2 separate regions of the Mus musculus genome follow, and region 2 is linked to region 1. Evidence: chromatin contacts called from public HiChIP or PLAC-seq data. All regions are on one chromosome and are shown on one strand. The core of a region is the stretch at or near the end of the contact, and the rest is flanking DNA. Distances in the headings are between cores, read along the strand shown.

What was found. HiChIP or PLAC-seq counts read pairs in DNA pulled down with a chosen protein or histone mark.
Region 2: a FOXA1 HiChIP or PLAC-seq map of pancreatic cancer cells shows a contact between it and region 1. The contact joins the promoter of Rab25 here to the enhancer-like site in region 1. A contact is called at or near these places in 2 of 39 promoter capture datasets (3T3-L1-derived adipocytes and fetal liver), 1 of 484 Hi-C or Micro-C datasets (embryonic stem cells), 5 of 115 datasets of contacts at active chromatin or transcription factors (embryonic stem cells and pancreatic cancer cells) and 1 of 9 other capture datasets (adipose tissue).

Annotation. Positions count from the first base shown.
Region 1 is chr3:88,236,130-88,239,314 of GRCm38.p6, reverse strand. No RefSeq gene overlaps it. Among named protein-coding and RNA genes, the nearest start is that of Rhbg, 17 kb to the left of the region's middle. RefSeq lists an enhancer at 1-1,083. Within about 2 kb of position 1,589, at least 63 of the 459 cell types and tissues checked have an H3K27ac peak or open chromatin away from gene starts, as enhancers often do. A contact at or near this core is called in pancreatic cancer cells, where this site is marked.
Region 2 is chr3:88,546,794-88,550,000 of GRCm38.p6, reverse strand. Rab25 (RAB25, member RAS oncogene family) reads left to right here and starts at 1,722. Exons shown (of 5, transcript NM_016899.4): 1 at 1,722-1,968. The coding sequence starts at 1,926. It overlaps Lamtor2 (late endosomal/lysosomal adaptor, MAPK and MTOR activator 2), which reads left to right. Exons shown (of 4, transcript NM_031248.4): 4 at 1-182. The coding sequence ends at 53.

The sequences.
Region 1 (3,185 bases), core at 340-2,839:
CCTCTTGGCTCTGAGGCTGAGGGGAAGGAAGCAGCCTTTGTTGGGAAGCCATCCTCTGGGTCCTAAGCCTTACTTTCCCACCCTGCTCTTGGCAGGAGAGCGCTCAGCAGGAGAAGCCCCCCTCCGGCCCCGCCCCAGCACCCCTCCTTCTCAGCTCAGCACCATCCATCTCCGTCTCCCCAGAGCAAGGAATGTGCTTCAGGACACTGTGGGACTTGTTCCCAATCCCTTCTAGCTCATTTCACCCGAGCTTTTACAAACTGGCCTCCATCCCATGGCTGCTGTCTGGGTTCTGCTTCTAAAGAAGCAGACAGAGGCCCCTCCTCCCCACCATTTCTCATGCTTTACTTTGCCCCAACACCGGAGGAGGCTGTATCATGGAGGGTCAAGGAACCCTGGGGTGGGGCAGGGTCCCCCCAGACCCCAGCTCTACTCAGACACCCAGCGCTATGGTGATGTCTGCCTATGTTATGACCCAGGCTACAGGCCATTCATCTCGCCTAGCCTTCCTGCACACCCCAGTCCCAGCAGGGAGCTTCTTGTTGGCAGTTGCTAACCAGAACCACGAAGCATGGGCCTTAGTGGTGCCCAATTGCTAGTGTACACCCATTACCTGCCCTTTGGCAAGGTGCTGAGCAAGGGGTGCTGCCCACCTGCATCTGGGGAACCACTGCGCTCTCTCTCTCTCTCTCTCTCTCTCTCTCTCTCTCTCTCTCTCTCTCTCTCTCTCGGACTTGCTAGCTGAAGGTTGGCAGGTACAGAGGCTTGGAAGGCATTTAGTAGTGAGCTTTCCTTAGAAGTGGAAGGGTCAAGCTGCATTTCCAGACGCCCCATCCCCACCCCAATCCAGGGAGGCCAGCGTATGAATGTGAGCTGGCCTCATGCTAGGGTCTTTCTTCTTTAGCATAGGCAGTGGGTCAAGATGCTGTATGCAGAGACTGGTTTTCCAGGAGCTTCAGTGTGTATCCTATTGTATCTCTCTGCTCTGGGCAACTGTGTAACTCCATGTGCTGTCTGGTCGGGAGTATGCTTGCTTTCTTCTCTGGCAGATACATGTTTGAATGTTCACCATGGGTTTTCAGCGCCTGGCCTAAGGAGGGCACTGAGATGTCAGTGGGACAGCAAGATAGATTGTAACAGGACTGGGTAACACACTTTTGATTGCAACAGTTACCTGATAATCACCAAGCCGCCACCAGGTGGCCAGAAGAGTGTAATAGGGAGACTCAGAAATGTATGCTGGTCATCTCTTCCAAGGGACTGTCCTTCCTGTCTTCAGAAAGAATGAGTCCTGCCTGCTCTGTGGGCCTCCTCATCTGTATTTGTGAATCCCCGTGCTCACATTCCACGAAGTGACTTCACTGTGTTCTGCAAGGCAGAGACCATGACTCAGTGCAAACAGCGGCTCTTCCTGAGAAACCCTTCCTTGACCTCCGGCCTCTGGCTAGTCAGAAAAGAGTGGCTCCGTTTGCCTTGGGAAAGGGCAGAGAGCCTGCCTGCCCTCAGCTGGAACCAGGGGGCGTGGGAGAGGCTGAGCCCTCCGGGATCTTTTGGAGGAGCACAGGGCACCTGCTCCCAGGGAGCCTGTCTGGGCTTCCACGAGGGACCCGCTGACCTCTGCACCTCTCTACTCCCCCTGTGGAGGTGCAGGGCAGTGCAGGCTAGCCTGAGAAGGAGCTGCCAGCTCACACCTGCTTGCCTCACTCTTCTCTTCTGGCCAACTGAACATAACTAGGGGGTCTTGATTCCCTGCAGCTGTGAAGAGAGGATCCACCCAGGGTCTCCCCCAACCCAGGGAAAAGTCCTGAAAACAAGCTCTGGCAAAAATCTTCGAGGAGGAGAGACCTGTTAGAAGGCCTTTAATCCTTTAATCCCTCAGATGGGCCTTGAGACGCTAATGGCTTTCCTAATTATTCTCTCCTATTTTCCCATAGCTGTGAGGACTTCTCTCTGAGGACTTTTGAGCGGAGAAAAATTCTGAGTGAGGAGTGTGGAATGAATGGCGTTCCCCCACCAAATCAGTTCTGAGCCTCCAAGTGGCTGAAGAGGTGGGGGAAGGGCCAGGACCGCCCCAGCTGGGGTGTTAGGCTTCCCATGGCTGACACCCGGGTACAAGGCACAGTGGCAGGCTTGGGACAATGGGGCAGTTGGGGTCTGCCTAAGAGAGCCAGGTGTGGGACTGGGGTTCCCTCAATGTGAATGGCCCATTATCCAGCCAGAGGATGGGAGCTGAGGGCCTTTTGTGTCCTTCTCCCTATAATCACCCTGGTGGTGGTGAGGAGGGTCTCTTTGTGTCCCCTCTTCCCTGTAATCACCCTGGGAGGGAAGTGACGGTGAGGAGTGTCCTTAAACCTTCCTTAGAGAACAGTTGGCCATTCAGGCCCTTGGCCCTCCTTGTCTCCAGCAGTCCAGGATTCAGGGGTTTCTTTATATTGGGGTTCAGAAGCAGCAGACATGGCCAAGATCTGGGTTCAGACCCCTCCCCTTCACTGTGGCCTTCTTTGTAAGACAGCCCACCTTCCCAGCTACCACCCTACCTTGGGCACCTAGGGTCCTTGTCTGACCTCTTCAGTTATGGCTCCCAAGGGCTCAGCCCTGCCTGGGAGCAGCCTGACCCTCGTCTCTGGCCTCTGCTTTGCTTTAGTGAACACTCTCCTACAACCCCCCTGTGGGATAAGGCATCAGCTCCCGTTTCCCCAGCAGCTAGGAGACTTCTCAAGTACACTGAGTGAGGCAGGCCGGAGAACCTCCAGACACACGCAAGTCATTTACAGTGCCTTTGTCCTGTCCCTTCACCCTTCTCCAGATGACTGCCAAGACCCCTTCCTGGGATCCCTTGAGCTAGGCTGTAATCACACCTCTTGGAAAGGAGACAGACTCAGAATGTGCTTAGAAACACCAGAGGGAGGAAGAGGGGTCCAAAGGCAGCCAGGCTGGCCGCTGCTGATGCTAACCAGTAGATAAGTGGGAACATGGAGGCTCCCCACACAATTCTGTTTTCCCTGTGACTTGCCAAAATTTTCCTCAAGAAAAAGTTAGGTAAAATCCAATTTTTCTTATGTACCTCTCTTTAAACTGCAGCTCACCAGTCCTGTCGGCCCTCCCCTTTTCTCCCCATCCCTGCCCCCCCTTTCCTTCCCACCCCTGCCCTCCCTGCCTTCCCCTCCCCTGTACTGTTTTCATGG
Region 2 (3,207 bases), core at 473-2,972, 310 kb before region 1:
AGGCCCTGGTGCAGTACCTGGAGGAACCCCTCACCCAAGTAGCAGCATCATAACAGCGTGATGGAGGCTGGAGTAGAAAAGGGATGATGATCTGGAGGGAGGGGCGGGGCCCTAGAAACGCCATATCGGGCGAGGTACAGGAAGGGGGGGTTGCTTTTTTCTGAATAAATTTTCAACTCTTACCTGTGTCTCACCTGCTTTCTTGGGAGGAAAGTGTGGAGTGGTTTCCTCGGGAGGATTCCCCTCTCCTGCAAAGGTGGGCTCTCTCATTCCCCATCACCAAATCTCTCAGTGGTTCTTGGCAGGGCTGCCCAGTGCCCTTGGCTTCTCCAGTGCTGTGTCTCATCATACTCCTAATTGCTTTTTTTTTCCATTAATTTATATGTTTATTCTATTTACATTGCAAAAAGCTCCCTTCCCATCCTCCCAGAATTGCTTTTCTTTAAACAATTTGTTTTTTGGTTTTTGTGAGACAGGATTTCTCTGTATAACCCTGGCTGTCCTGGAATTCACTTTGTAGACCAGGCTGGCCTCCAACTCAGAAATCCGTCTGCCTCTGCCTCCCAAGTGCTGGGATTAAAGGTATGTGCCACTACACCCGTGTGAAAAAATTGTTTAGGTTATTTTATGTACATGAGTGTTTTGACTGTTTGTGTGTCTGCACTTGTGCCTGTAAAGGGCATCAGATATCCCTGAAACCAGAGTTAGCAGGTGGCTGTGAGAGAGCTATGCTGAGAACCTAACCAGGGTCTTCTGCAAGAGCAGCGGTGCCCTTAGCTGCTGAGCTCACTCAACCCTCAGAGCAGAATCTCACCCGCCCGTTTTGCAGCACCTGGGACTGATCTAAAGGAGCAAATGCCTGTTCTTGCTGGACACAGAAAATAGAGGTCACCCTTTCTAATTTAAGGAGTGCTCCTGCTCCTTTCCCTACCTTTTCATGATCCTCTCTGCAGCATTTGTTTTAATTTAAAAAAAAAAAAATCGTGTGTGAGCACAGCAGACTCCTCTGCATTGCCTTTACTTATTTACTGTTTGCGTACATGACGCGTGGATAGGTGTGTCCCACATACAAGCATGGCAGTCAGAAGATTGACCCCCAGAAGGCCTCAAGGTCTTCATCTCAGATCCTGCACCCATATTCACCGCATCCAGCTCTTTCTGCCCTTGTCTCTGAGATCCGTCCACGAAGGTAGTAAATCTGTTTATTGTATGTTAGGAAGGGACCCATCTGGGCAGGTGGCGTCCCAGCTCCACCTGTGTGAGAAATGCTGCCCCTCCCTGGCCTGGGGCTGTTAAGGAGGGGCCGGATGCTGCGTGCTGGTACAGCTCCCAAAACTCTGCATTGTGGGGAGATGCTGTGCCCAGCTTGCATTTCTTGCCCTGATAGCCCTTCCCCTGATGCCCCCCGGTATGTGTCCTTACCAAAACCTGAGATGGGAAAGCTGGAGGCCGGTACGTTTCTGCCCCACCCCGTGTCTACTTCAGCCCAGTGGCAGCTCTCCTTCTTAGAACCCCCAAAACCCAGCAATGTACACTCGGGCTCGCCGCAGCCTCACCCACTGTTACCTCTGTGACCAGGCCCTCTTATTTGGGGGAGTGTGGGCCAAGAGCAGACACCTAACCTGTTTAACCTGTCTGACGTCATCATCGCTCCACCCACCTGTGCCCCAGGTGCCCAGCGGAGCTGGCTAGCTCTTCCTGTTCTCAGCTTCCGTCCTCTCAGCTCCCACAGAGTAGCTAAACGTGCCAGAGCTGAGCCTCTGGGGCTCTTCCTGGCCTCAACTGAGCCCTCTTGTCCTTTTCCCCCAATGAGAGAGGAGCCAGGTGCAGGTCTCTTAAAAGCTGAGAGTTGAGGCCATTTAAACAATAAACAGACTCGTGACCTCTGCACCTGCAAACGTCTTCACTCTCCATGCTGAGCCAAGATGGGGAATCGAACAGATGAAGATTATAACTTTGTCTTTAAGGGTAAGTTGGGGTTCTCGAAAAGGGAGACTCCAGAGAGGGTGGGAGAGAGGCTATTTCCAGAGGACACAGGGTCTCCCTTTTATTTTTATCTCTACCTTGGACATTCTCCCCCCACCCGTCCCCAAGCTCAGCATTCCTTCTCCGAGAGAAAGGCCATGAGGAGTAGGCATGTCTGGTTACAGGTACAGATGTTCTGGAGTTGTATGCTCTCTATAAAGATGTGGATAATTTCTCCCTATTGCCAAATTATTCTTCCCTGCCCAGTCTCTAATAGATGCTCAAATCCCTGGGAATGTCAGTGAAGCCCAAGAGATGGAAGTCGGACTTCAGAAAGGACTTTCAGAGTAGAGGGAGAAGCAAGCCTATTTAAGAGGAAGAAAGTCATCTCTACCAGCAGATGCGTAGGAAGGGGTGCGCCCCCCCCCCCACCCCCCACCCCCCACCCCCCCCCCCCCGCAGTCATTGTTGATCTAGGTAGTTGACACATAGGGAAGTTGATACTTAGGTAGTTGATACACCCGGACAATGCATTGACTCTCCAGCCATCTAATGGATTCCACAGGACTCCTGGGCTGCAGCCTGTGCCATGCATGGCCTCTTGTACCACACAATCTTTGGACCCAGATACTAGGCACAGGGTTTGCTGGGCTGTTTCTGACAGTGCACATGCATCCTGCCTGCTTGCTTTCCCTCAGCTCCTGGTGTTTGGTCTCTCTGTGGGTCTCTAGCTCTCCTTCTTGAAGGCTAGGTGGCCTGGTGGCACTCTCCTTTCCTTTGCACCACACCCACAGCCTCTCCCAACCTCAGCCCCACCCTGGCCCAAGCTGGGGAGCCTGTACTCCTGGCATTTTCCCAAGGAATCTGGTGGGGCTGTGGCCATGGTATAGTAACTCCCGTTTGTTGAGGCCCTACTGGGTGCCACTCTCACACACTCATCTTACAGCCCTGGTGTGAGCTATCACCGTGAGTGGTTGCATGGCCTCTCTGCCACTTACCAGTTAGCTCAGATGGGGTCCCAGTGCCACTTCTGAGAAGTGTCGGGTATTCTGTAATGATTATAAGCCACCACATGTGAAGATAAGCAGGAGGAAGCAGGACTAGGCAGAGGATAGTCACCTGCCTGCCATGAGAGAGAGCTCAGAGCTACTCAGGGAACAGGGAGCTTTGGAGTAGCCTTGGAACACTGTCCCTGGGGTACCACATGGAGCTGTCCAGAGAGGTTTGACATCCCCATGTCCG